Regions from separate parts of the Sus scrofa genome. Here region 2 is linked to region 1. The links are chromatin contacts, called in public Hi-C maps. All regions are on one chromosome and are shown on one strand. The core of a region is the stretch at or near the end of the contact, and the rest is flanking DNA. Distances in the headings are between cores, read along the strand shown. Region 1 overlaps RABGAP1L (rab GTPase-activating protein 1-like). Region 2 holds the start of CACYBP (calcyclin-binding protein).

Region 1 (5,435 bases), core at 2,215-4,714:
CAAAAGTGTCTTTTCAAAACAGGACCATTTCGGGCCCTGCAGGAACTTTTGAGTGCATGTTTTCAGGCACTTACTCTGTCATGTCTACAATCTGCACTGCTTCTCCAGGGTCCTGGGAAGACCACATCTGCTCTTAAGGCCCATCGTCTTACATAGAGTGAAATACTTATGTATTAGGCTTTCAGTTCTTGAATCTTGGGCTAGATTTTTCCATTTTTATTTAAATATTGTGGTATCCCATGACCAGAGCATTACAACCTGCAGTATCACTGATAAGAAAGAAAAAAATAGAAGCTATATGTATGTGTAACACAAATGGAAATTGGAACTTTATTCTTTGATTAAATTGTTTATCTAGCCTCGCTGATTCCATTTCAAACATCTTACCCATTTATTTGTATTTTTAGCTTCTCTACATGTAAAAGCTTGTAAAGGAAACATTTGGAAGTATCCCATTTACCACAGTGATTTCCAGATCATTTTCTTGAGTTTGATTTCAATCCTGTTATTAGTAAATTCTGAGCATCTGCCTTCTTGGGCAAATCAACTTGTCAATCAGATGTTTTCTTAAAAGTGTGTTTTATGTTTGTTAATAGTTTGGGTGCGTGTTGGCATTGTTTAGAAACCATTGTTTGAGAACTTTAATGGCTTGATTTTACATATTTATTACCTATAGCCAAATAAGTACTATTTCTATCAACACTTATACTTGGTTTCCATGTGAAATGGTAAGTGTTGTTTTATTTAACACTCTCCTTCCTAATGTATTTTACACATTAGAATTCAAATGAAGCAGTAGCTTTTGTACTTCTATTTGTGCCCATCCTACAAAGTATGTAGATCTATCTGTTAATCCACCTCCAAAGGACTAGCTAATCTGATAACTAAGTCCCCACCATCCACAAATCAAATTTGTTTCTGAAAGAACTACCAAATGAGAGTGAGCATATTGCTAAATAACATTGTTTTATTTATTTTCTTATGGCATTTACACTGTTTAATTATGTCAGTGTTTCCCCTCTCTTTTAGAAATCTATAAACATCATACTTGCTTTCATCTTGACCTTTTTTCTTACTCATTTCGACATAAAATAAGACATACATACTTAACATCCTCTAGTTTAATACATGCCTTTTAAAAAATTAAACTCATATTTTAATTCTATTTTTAACTCGCATCACTTGAGATTGTCATTCATTCATTTACTCAGTGTTTATTTAAATAATCTTTGACTCCAGGGAGTAGGAGCTGTTGGGCAAAGATGAATATGTTGTAGTTAATTTCAGGGGGTTCACAGAGAAGTAGGGGAGACAGATGTATAAATGGGGCAGGATGCAAAGGCAGAGGAGAGAGGTAATAAGAAGGATTAACTGAAAGAGAAAATGACATTGTCTTAAAGATTAGCAAGAGAAGACAAGGAGTGGTATTTTAGGCAAAGAGAACAGCATATGTAAGAACAGAAATATCATAAGATACATGTCTGGGAAGATACTCCATGAGAATATTGGGCATGAAGTGTTAAAGTAACAGATTTAATTAAAAAGGTAGGATGGGTCTAGATGGTCTGAAAGGTGACTTACGGTTAGGGTTGTGTGCTAACCTTTGATCCTGTGGGCCAGAGGGTACCCTTAAATAGTTACAGGGTCAGATAGGATATTTAAGGAAGATAATTTTGGAGATAGTTGAGAGAGACTGCAATGTGAAGAGACTGGTAATAAATATGGAGACAAGTTAGAAGCCTGTTAAATTGAGAAATAGTGAAGGCTTCTCCCCTCCAAGGCTGTAACAAAGGGGAGGGAAAGGGAGGAGCAAACTGAGCAGCATTTTCCAGGCCCTCAGGGAGACTTGGCAACAACTGGATTAGTGCCAGATGACGGATAGTAAAAGTCATGCCTCTCCTCCACTTTTTCTCTCTCTCTTTCTCATCCTCTCAAAAAGCTCCCTGTCATGTTCTCTCTTCACTTTTAAGGAGAGGAGCGGCATGTTTTTGGTGGAGAAGGCAGCTTACCAGACCTTACATTCTCACTTATTGCTCATTAGTGATAACCAGAGTATCCCTATACAGTTGACTTATGTTGCCAGATCAGCTTCTTTCTGCTTGGTTCAGCTTAATGTATTATGGTTTGAACTCCAGTAAATAGACTTTCAGAGAAAGTGACCAAAGCGATTGAGCCTTTAACCAAACTTTGTGTCTCAAAGTCAGCAATTTTCAGAGAGCCCCTGTGTTCATATATCATGGGTGTTTCCTCCATGGTGTGCCCTTTTCCCTGACCTGGGAAAGAATATTATCTCTGGCAGTTTTGTATCAGTGAGTTATATAAAGGCAGACCTAATAAGCTGCATGTACTTGGAAAGTTACACCAAGATAACGAAGAGCTGTTTTTCCTTCATGATGCTTCTCAGATTCGAGCATGGCTCTGTTTCCATGACAACCACCCCAGTCCAGGCTCTCATTTTCTTACTTTTGGTGTACAGCAAGAGCTTTATGACATGTCTACTTTTAACATCTTCCTCTCTTAAACTCCCTTGCCCTCTGCTATGAGAAGAGTCCTTCTCAAAACTGTCTTCACCATATTATTCACCTCTCTATTCTCCGGTATGAGCCCATCCTCTAGCATTTCATTTTCCTCATAATCTGGCCTCAGATGTACTTACCAGCCTCAACCGTACCTCCTGGGCACATTATTACGCACTGTCACGTGGACATCCTAATTGTCCCAATCATGGGTCTTGTCTCTGTCATAAAGTCCATGATGGCACTGAGGATAGAGAACGTATTATGTGCTAGTTTGGTATTCTCCCTAGCACCGGACACAACTCTGGGCTCATGGTATATACATAGAGAATGGAATATTTCCTTTTTAACCCCTTGCCCCTGGGTTCATTTATTCCTTTCTGTTCCCACTGGGCTTAAGGGCTGTTTCTGGTAGTAAAATTGTGTTTAATTTCTTCCTCTTTCTTAAAGTAGTTGACAGTTTTATAGCATATATTATCCACAGCTTGCAGGACACTTCAAAAACCAATATTATGATATCTTTGTTTTTAAATATAGAAGCCTCTCTCTTCTTTACCAGAAACCACAGTGACTCAGCTGCTTGCATGCCTAAAATGGTTTCTGAGCTTTTCTGTGGCCAGTCTTTATGATGGTGATAGATTAATAGTAGGCTTTTTGGAAGCAAGACATGTGTTATTAATCATGGCATTACTGTAGTTAACTAGGTAGACCAATTAGTTGGAGTATGGTCTCTTTCTTTAACATATATATAGACATAGCTTCTTGGGGGGGAAGACAACTTTCATGAAAGATGTGTTCTGAGATGCTCTTCAGTTTCCTAATTATTTAATACCACTATGATTTTTATTCAGTTTATTTATAAAATTTGGATAATGTATAATAACTGAGGGATTAAGTCTAAGCTTACTCACCATCTGTTACATGGGAGTAACTAAATTCATTCCTCAGCAAACCCACAAGTTCTATGTTGTGACCTCATGAGGTCTCTCAGGGAGAGCGGAAGCAATAAATATTGAATCTGTAAATGTCAAGGGGTCATTTTAGTTGACTATTGGTCACTAAAGAGAAAAGAGATTCAAAAGACCCAGTAAAGTAAAAATGAATGAACAAACAAATGAGTGAATGAAAGACGCTGAGATTAAGAATCTTATTTTATGGTTATATTTTCCTAATAAATTTTCAATCAGATAATTTAAAAGCTCTCTAGCCCCTCTCCTGTGAGCCTTGCCCTGGTACTGTCTAGTTGCAGAGAAGGATAATATATAAGATAGAAGTAAGCAATTTCAAGTAGTGATAAACATTATAAAAGAAATAACACAAAGGCACCTAAGGTGTTATTACCCTCCACTAGATAAGATGGTAAGAAAAGTCCTCTGGGAGCAAAATAACATTTGAGTTGAATGATGCAGTGGAACCAGCCATATGAAAATCACAGGCAACAGCAAACACAAAGGCCTTGAGGTGGGAAAAGCTTTGTATGTTCAAAACAGAAAAGAGGCCAGTGTGACTGGAGCATAGTAAGCCAGTGAGCAAGGTATAGAAATGAAGGAGATGTGGTCAGATTATAGAAAGAATAGCAAAGCATTGGCATTTGGGTAACATGGGAAGCCAGTGTAAGTTTCAAGCAGGGAGAAATTAGATAAGGTTTTAAGACATCCTTTTGATTGAAGAATTCTGGTGTGTGGAATGTGGGTTGAAAAGAGGCAAGAGTAGAAGCATGGAGATGGCTAAGATGTTATTTCAAGGCCAAGCAGAAAATGATGGTAACTTAGACCAAAGTAGTGACAGTTAAGATGGAAAAAGAGAACAGATGCAAGATAATTTTGTAAATAGGGCTGACAGGACTTAAAGCTAAGTTACATTTGGAAGGCTGAGGGAGAGTGAGAAATTAGTGATATTGTAGAGATGGAGCAAACTGACTTTGCAAATTTTGAGCAAATCTTCATTTGAACAATAATTTTACTATAGGATATTATGGGGATGGAACAAGATCGTGCATGGAAGCAGCTGGCACAATGTCAGGCCCACAACAGGAACCTACGAGATGTTTATTCTCATCCCTACCTCAGCACATTTTCATTAGGAATTTATATTCTCACGTTACTCTTTATGTAGGTCACCAAATTTTAAAAAGCAAATGATTAGAAAGCTCAGTGGTGAATAGTATATGAGACTCATTCATCAACTTAGTATTTACTGAGTTCCTTCTATAGGTGGTTACTGTACAATTTCTGAGAGCATACTGGTGAGTAAAGCTAATGCAATGCCTACACTTAAGGATCTGGTAGGGTAGATTTTTTTTCCCCAAACAGTATAATTATATAACTAGTTATTAAATTACACCTGGAAATAAATAAATAAATAAATAAAATTACTTCTGGGATGGTTAAGAAGAATATCAAAATACACTATGGGAATATCTCTTCATGATTTCCATATTTTTCCTAACTTACTTCATTTATTTCCATGTTTCACCTTGCATATGACACCAGTGGTTCCTAAGCCCGTTTCTCAGCTCTGGATCCATATTTCCCTTGACCAATGAAACATCTCCTATGGATTGCCACATATTCCTTGCTAACAGCATTCCTCCTCCATCCCTTCCTGTCCCTGGTGCTTTCCCTATCAGTTGATATCTTACTATCGTCCCAGCTCACCAAGCGAGAAATGTCACAGGTGTTAATCATATTAGCAGCTTCACTATTAGTATTTTCAATCTCATTTTCTTAATGAAAAATGGGACTCCAAAAGATTAACTTTCCTGAAGTTATACAGTTTATTGAACTTGACATTGGGGTTTTAAATCTGGGTCTCTCTGACATCTCAGCTTGCTTTCGTTTTTTCCATGACAACACTTTGAAGGATTGTTTTAAAGGGAAAATAATGGAGGAAAATACTCTAGAAATAGAGAAGAACATT
Region 2 (5,663 bases), core at 2,957-5,456, 160 kb after region 1:
TATTCTTCATTGGCTTTCTTAAATTTCCATAATAAAGTAGGAAAGTAATCTTTGTACTAATGTTGGGATATTTAATAGTATTTATCTTGTTTCCATTGTTTTCAAAAATTTTATTTCTCTTATGCTATGTATTAATATTTATTTTTCTCAAACCTTTACTCCATTTTCTTAAAATATTTTCCAGCTAATAACTAGTGGTTAATTTCCTAGCTAAACTGAGAAAAACGAGAGGATACATAGTTTAGGGCACAAGAGGTGAGAGTTAGATCCTTTAAGTTGATTAGTTGCAAATCATTCTGCTAAGTTAGTTGTCTGATTTCAGGATCCTTTTAGAGAGAAAGGAGCCTTTAAAAAATCAAATACTTTGTTTTAGCTCTCTTGAAAAGAACACTTTTATTTACTAAGATGATTCCGTTGTATAACTTACTCTTTACAAAAAAACACTCTAAAGTAGCTCTGATTCTCTTGCTTCAGTTACAAGTAGATGAGAGCGTGGACAAACTCTGTTGTTTGATTTGAATGTTGTGAGGGGTGTGTGTGTGTGTGTGTGTGTGTGTGTGTGTGTGAAAGAGAGATTGGTAGAATTTTATATGGAGGAGTTGTGTGTGTGTGTGTGTGTGTGTGTGTGAAAGAGAGATTGGTAGAATTTTATATGGAGTATCCCTGCCTCTTTTGAATACCCAGGTACCATGCAACTGAACATGCACATGGTGATCAGATACAGAAGGCCAGACACAGCTCAGTGCCCTGTTTTCCTACCAGACGTAACTTGTTCCCTCCAGTTGCCATGCTGGTAACATTGAACTGGAACTGCTCCACAACATACTTCCTCTCTTAGAGTGGCTTCCATACAATACAGGCAAAGCCCTGAGGCATTTTCCTACCTTTCAAAAGCTATCAAAACAAATACTTCAGTATGGGCTGCACCTCAGTGGGAGATGATCTTGAGTTGTAAGGAGAAAAGTGGATGTTTACAAGTAGCCTAGTGACTACAGCCAGCTGTCAGATGTTCCCTACTAAGCTTCCATCTAAAAGACTACATGTTAAGTTTATCTTCAAATGAATTTGCTACCTGCTATAAAAACATCTTCACCAACACGTCCCACTCTCCCCACCCCCACCCCGGTTTATCATTTGTGGTATTCTGAAAACTTTAAAAGAATCATTGAGTAGAAAATTAATATTTTAAGTTTCTTTCCCTTTTCATTGGCAATAAATTAACATGTAAAATCTGTTAATAACTACATATTATATATGGACTAAAATATAGGAAACTGATTGATAAGGACATAAATACATCAAGACTCTGGTGTCATGAAAGCACAAGAATAAAGCCTGGAAATGGTCCCAGAATCCAAGATTCCAATAACCTTTGCATCAGTTTCACTATTTTTGGTATTTTGCATAATATATGGATCCTTAATTCAAATAAAGAAAAAAAGTTTCTCAGTCCCACTTTATTTATTTCAATTCCTACCTTTCCCCTTGCTGGGGAGGTAGTAGAAATTCTATGCCATCTATTTTTGTGAATTCTATGATTTTGTCCATGGCTTCTCCAATGAAAACAGGTTCCAGAATAAAGGAGTTGATTAGACCAAACTGTGCTAATTGACTACAAAAGAAATTAGTGAGCAGCTTTTCTCCTCTCTAAACACTGACCAATTAGATGTTTCCATAATTCCATGTATTATGTATAGTACACTCTATAAATGTAAATGTAATGCTTGTTAAGAAAAGTGCAATTTATTGTACATTGTCCCAACAAATGTTTACTTTTATAATTGTTATGAACTTGAATTGGATTAGTATCTTGTTTTCACGTGTGAATGAAGCCTTGTGAAGTAAACAAATGCAAGAAGGTAGCAAGGTGACTGTTTTTGTGAGCCAGTGATGTTTTCAATGCTTTGTGTTGCCCCTTTGGCCCCATTAAGCAGTAATAAACATTTGTTCTGGAAACCATACATGTCTTTTTTACTTTCTTTAGTTGATTTTATTCTGAATCATCTGAACCCGGTTTTTATGTAAAACTTATCTGACACTAGACTCTACACAAGCAAGAAGAAATACACAGGAATTTGTTCCAGGTTATACCTACCCTACAAAACGATATCCTGTACAGCACAGCCAAGTGCCCTGTATTCCTCTCTGTAGAGATTCTTTGGTTGCAAGTTAACAGAAACTCTCTCCAGCTAGCTTACTAATAATGCAATTAAATAAGAAGAAAAAAGTATATTTAATTCATAGCTACCAAAAGCTAAATTGTTGGGCCTGAGGCAGCAATGGGGAGAGAGAACTGGTATTCTATCAGGAACCTAAGCAACTGTTCTCATAATCACTCTTCTGCTTGTTTTGCCAGGTGATGCTTATCTGCTCCTGCCTCTTTGAAAAGAGGCATCTGCTTCTAAATGCACAGCTTCCAAGTTTACATGTCTTCAAGTGACCAGCAGAGATGGACTAGCATCTCAGCATCCCAATTCCAAAATCTTGCAAAAATATGCTTGGCTAGTCCTGGATTGGGTGGCTACTGCTAGCCTTTGAGAGTCACAGTGGGTGTCATTATATAATCCAACAGTGCTCCAGAGGCTCTCCTGGAGTGAAGGCAGGGTGCCTAGAATCCTGATTTGTGTTTTTTTCTAACTTGCTTTTCATTCAGGGTGTACATGGAACTGAATGAAAGTCAGATTGCAGATCTCCTCTTACAATTCAGTATTTTAAAAAAAATACTAATCAGAGATTGTAAAATTAGTTTGTGGCCCAAACCCAGACTACAGACATCTTTTGTTTGGTCCATGTTGTAGTTAAAACAATGAGAAATTTTACATCAAAAGTAAATTATTCAGAAAATATCTACTGAATTTGACAGGAGGTCATGAGTAGTCTTGACATAATAGTAAGTGGAACTCACTGTTCACTACTGATTAAAGGTCCTACACTTAGTGAAGTTACTTGTTAACTTGTAGATTTTTGTTCAGTAGTGTGCAAATCCCTATTTTCCTTCCAGAGGAACACATAACTCCAAAGGCCATATGTAGTTTACTACACCATAGGACATTAACCAGCTTATGTCTAACTTTGAAAATGTACACTAACATTCCATTGTTAAATTGCCCATAAGTACTCAGCTATGCAAATGCACTTTTTGATAGTTTTAACAACTTATTGATTCTATCATTAACCAATGAGTTGTATGAAATAGCAAAGCTCATTTTATATTTGCCTGAGAATCTTGATTTCACCTTTTTGAAATTACACTTTAACAAAACTTTTGATTACTGTCAAAAGGGCACTCAAAGCACAATCTTTTAATAATTCACTTACAAGGAAGTTCAGGCTGCAGAAAGATGAACTCACCAAACAGAAATTACAATATTTATAGGAAAAAACTATACAATTTCCAAGTATAGACTCTGTAAGTAGTTTGTTCCTGCTGAGAAACAGTAATTCTCACTATTATCCATACTTTTATTAGACATTAGCATTGCAAAAGTCAGAGATAAAGTGTGTTTGATTTTTAAGGAGTCTAATTTTATAGGAAAAGCTCAGGTTCAGAGTTTCATTGGGGAACTAGAACTAGACACAATGAACTGATGTGTATGTTGATGATGTTGGTTTTTGTTTGTTTTTGTTGTTTTTTTATCTATCTCAGGATACAAAGTTTTTGTTTTTGCTTTGAGATCCCATGTACCCAATTACTCGTAATGGCAGCAGAGCAAGGAGTCAGTTTTGCTTCTACATGATAGATGTATGGACAATTATAGTATACATCTGGAGAGAAGCAGAATTTTGTTTTGTTGACTCCTAAGAATGGGAATTCTGAGGTGTTTTAAATGCGGGCAGAAAGGGAAGACAGACAAAGCCAAGTGACGATCTGGTGGGAAACCATTCCAGAGAGAAAGCAAAGTTTACATGCAGAACCAGAGGTAAGAAGAAACTCAGTGGATTCAAGGAATGACAAAAATACCAGTGTTTAAACCAGGGAGAGGGGAGAGTGGTGAGAGATGAATTCCATGAGATGGGAAATTTATAAAAGGTGAGATATAAAATCATGTAGAACATCCTGGGTTATAGTGAGGAGTCTGGACTTTATTCTATACAATTGTGAAGGTTATTCTGGCTGCCCTGTGGAAAACTGTGGAGAAGGAGAGAAACCAGTTAAGAGGATAAAAATCCAGACAAAATAATGACACCTTAGTCTCAGTTGGTAGCAGTGGAGATTATGAGAAGTAGTTTTATTACCAACATACTTTGAAGATAAAACCAAGACTTGCCAGAAGATGGGATGTAGGACCTGAAACTGAAGACTCAAGTATGACTTCTTGGCCTGAGCAATTAAGAGAATGAGGTGGCCATTCACAGAGCTAGCAAATCATTGTAAGAATTGCAATGAGGTGTGAGGACGAGAAATTGAGAGGCGTTTTTTTACACAAGCTGAGTTGGACCTGCTTATGAGACATCCACGCAGAGACCGTCTGGATTTCCGAAGAGTGGTGGGAATGAACATATAGGTGGTGTTTAAAACTTGTGACTTTAGGATATCTGAGGGGTGGAGTTGCTCCAGGTGCATAATCAAGCAAATTTTTACCACTGCATTAGGTCAAATTTTCACATAGTGCAATGGGATATCTGTTCCTATTTAAGTGCCTAAATAATTCCAAGCTTCCAGTTAGACACTTTTTAAAAAAAACCTGAAGTATAAATAAAATGCACAGATCTTTGGAGTTCAGTCCTACGAATCTTGACGATTGTTATCGGTATTACATTTCTACCAGGAAAATTACCTCTTGGGCCTACTTAAATATAACTTTTAGTTAAAAATAACATACACAAGAAACTGCACAGAAGGACGCTCAATGAAATTTCTACACAGTGAACACATCTGTAACCAGGGCTCAAATCAAGAAAAAAAAATTAGCCGAATCTCAAAAGCCCCCTCGTGGCTTCTTTCTGTCACTGTCTTCCCAAACACAACCTGATTTTCAGTCTCACAGCTTTAGATTTTGTTTAAATGGAATCAAACGATATGAACTTCTCTAGTTCTAGCATCTTTTCCTTAACGTCCATAAGTTGTGTGCAAAAGTAATTTGTTTTTGTATTGTACTTCTGATTCTTTATTGAGATAATGGCCCTGCATTTTTCTGTACTTTTTTCCTTCTGTGACTTGCGGATCATCTTTACCTTGGGGTTGATAAAGCCGAGTGTGGGTTATTTGACATCTCAGGGGTAACCGTCTACATTCTCAACCGTGTTTCAGACGTTTTGAGGTCCCCAAAGGCTAAAATAATCTATCTGAAAAGTGAGTTTTTCAAGGGCCTTACTAAGCCGGGCTGCAGGAGTCAGAACCGGAGCAGAATGCAGCCTCAGGAAATCTTAGCTCACATTTTCTTTGACATTAATAGGCTCACTGAAATCGAATCCAAATCTGGTGACTGGTCGATGAAGGAAGCAAACTCAGCCACCCCGGGAGGCGCCCAGCATATTAGGAAGCTTACTCCGCTTCGGAGCCGCCACTGGGTCCCGCCACACGGCCAACGCAACCCCACCTCCTACTGCGACCGGTGATGACGCCACCACGTCGTATACGCTGAATCCTGACGTCCCCAGAGCGCCAGAACCCAGTGAAAACACAACCGTTCCCCTCAGGATCCTGCGCACTTAATGTCCTC

What was found. A called contact is a pair of places that touch in the nucleus more often than the background predicts.
Region 2: a contact with region 1 is called in a Hi-C map of embryonic fibroblasts, with 2.3 times the contacts expected there. The contact joins the promoter of CACYBP here to the enhancer-like site in region 1. A contact is called at or near these places in 5 of 5 promoter capture datasets (fetal liver, fetal skeletal muscle, liver and 1 more), 19 of 47 Hi-C or Micro-C datasets (adipocytes, alveolar macrophages, embryonic fibroblasts and 12 more) and 1 of 2 datasets of contacts at active chromatin or transcription factors (alveolar macrophages).

Annotation. Positions count from the first base shown.
Region 1 is chr9:116,895,312-116,900,746 of Sscrofa11.1, forward strand. The region is part of intron 18 of RABGAP1L (rab GTPase-activating protein 1-like); the gene reads left to right. Among named protein-coding and RNA genes, the nearest start is that of CACYBP, 160 kb to the right of the region's middle. Within about 2 kb of position 3,465, at least 5 of the 83 cell types and tissues checked have an H3K27ac peak or open chromatin away from gene starts, as enhancers often do. A contact at or near this core is called in embryonic fibroblasts, where this site is marked.
Region 2 is chr9:117,058,097-117,063,759 of Sscrofa11.1, forward strand. CACYBP (calcyclin-binding protein) reads left to right here and starts at 4,207. Exons shown (of 6, transcript XM_013989620.2): 1 at 4,207-5,663. It overlaps RABGAP1L (rab GTPase-activating protein 1-like), which reads left to right. Exons shown (of 26, transcript XM_021102607.1): 26 at 1-1,961.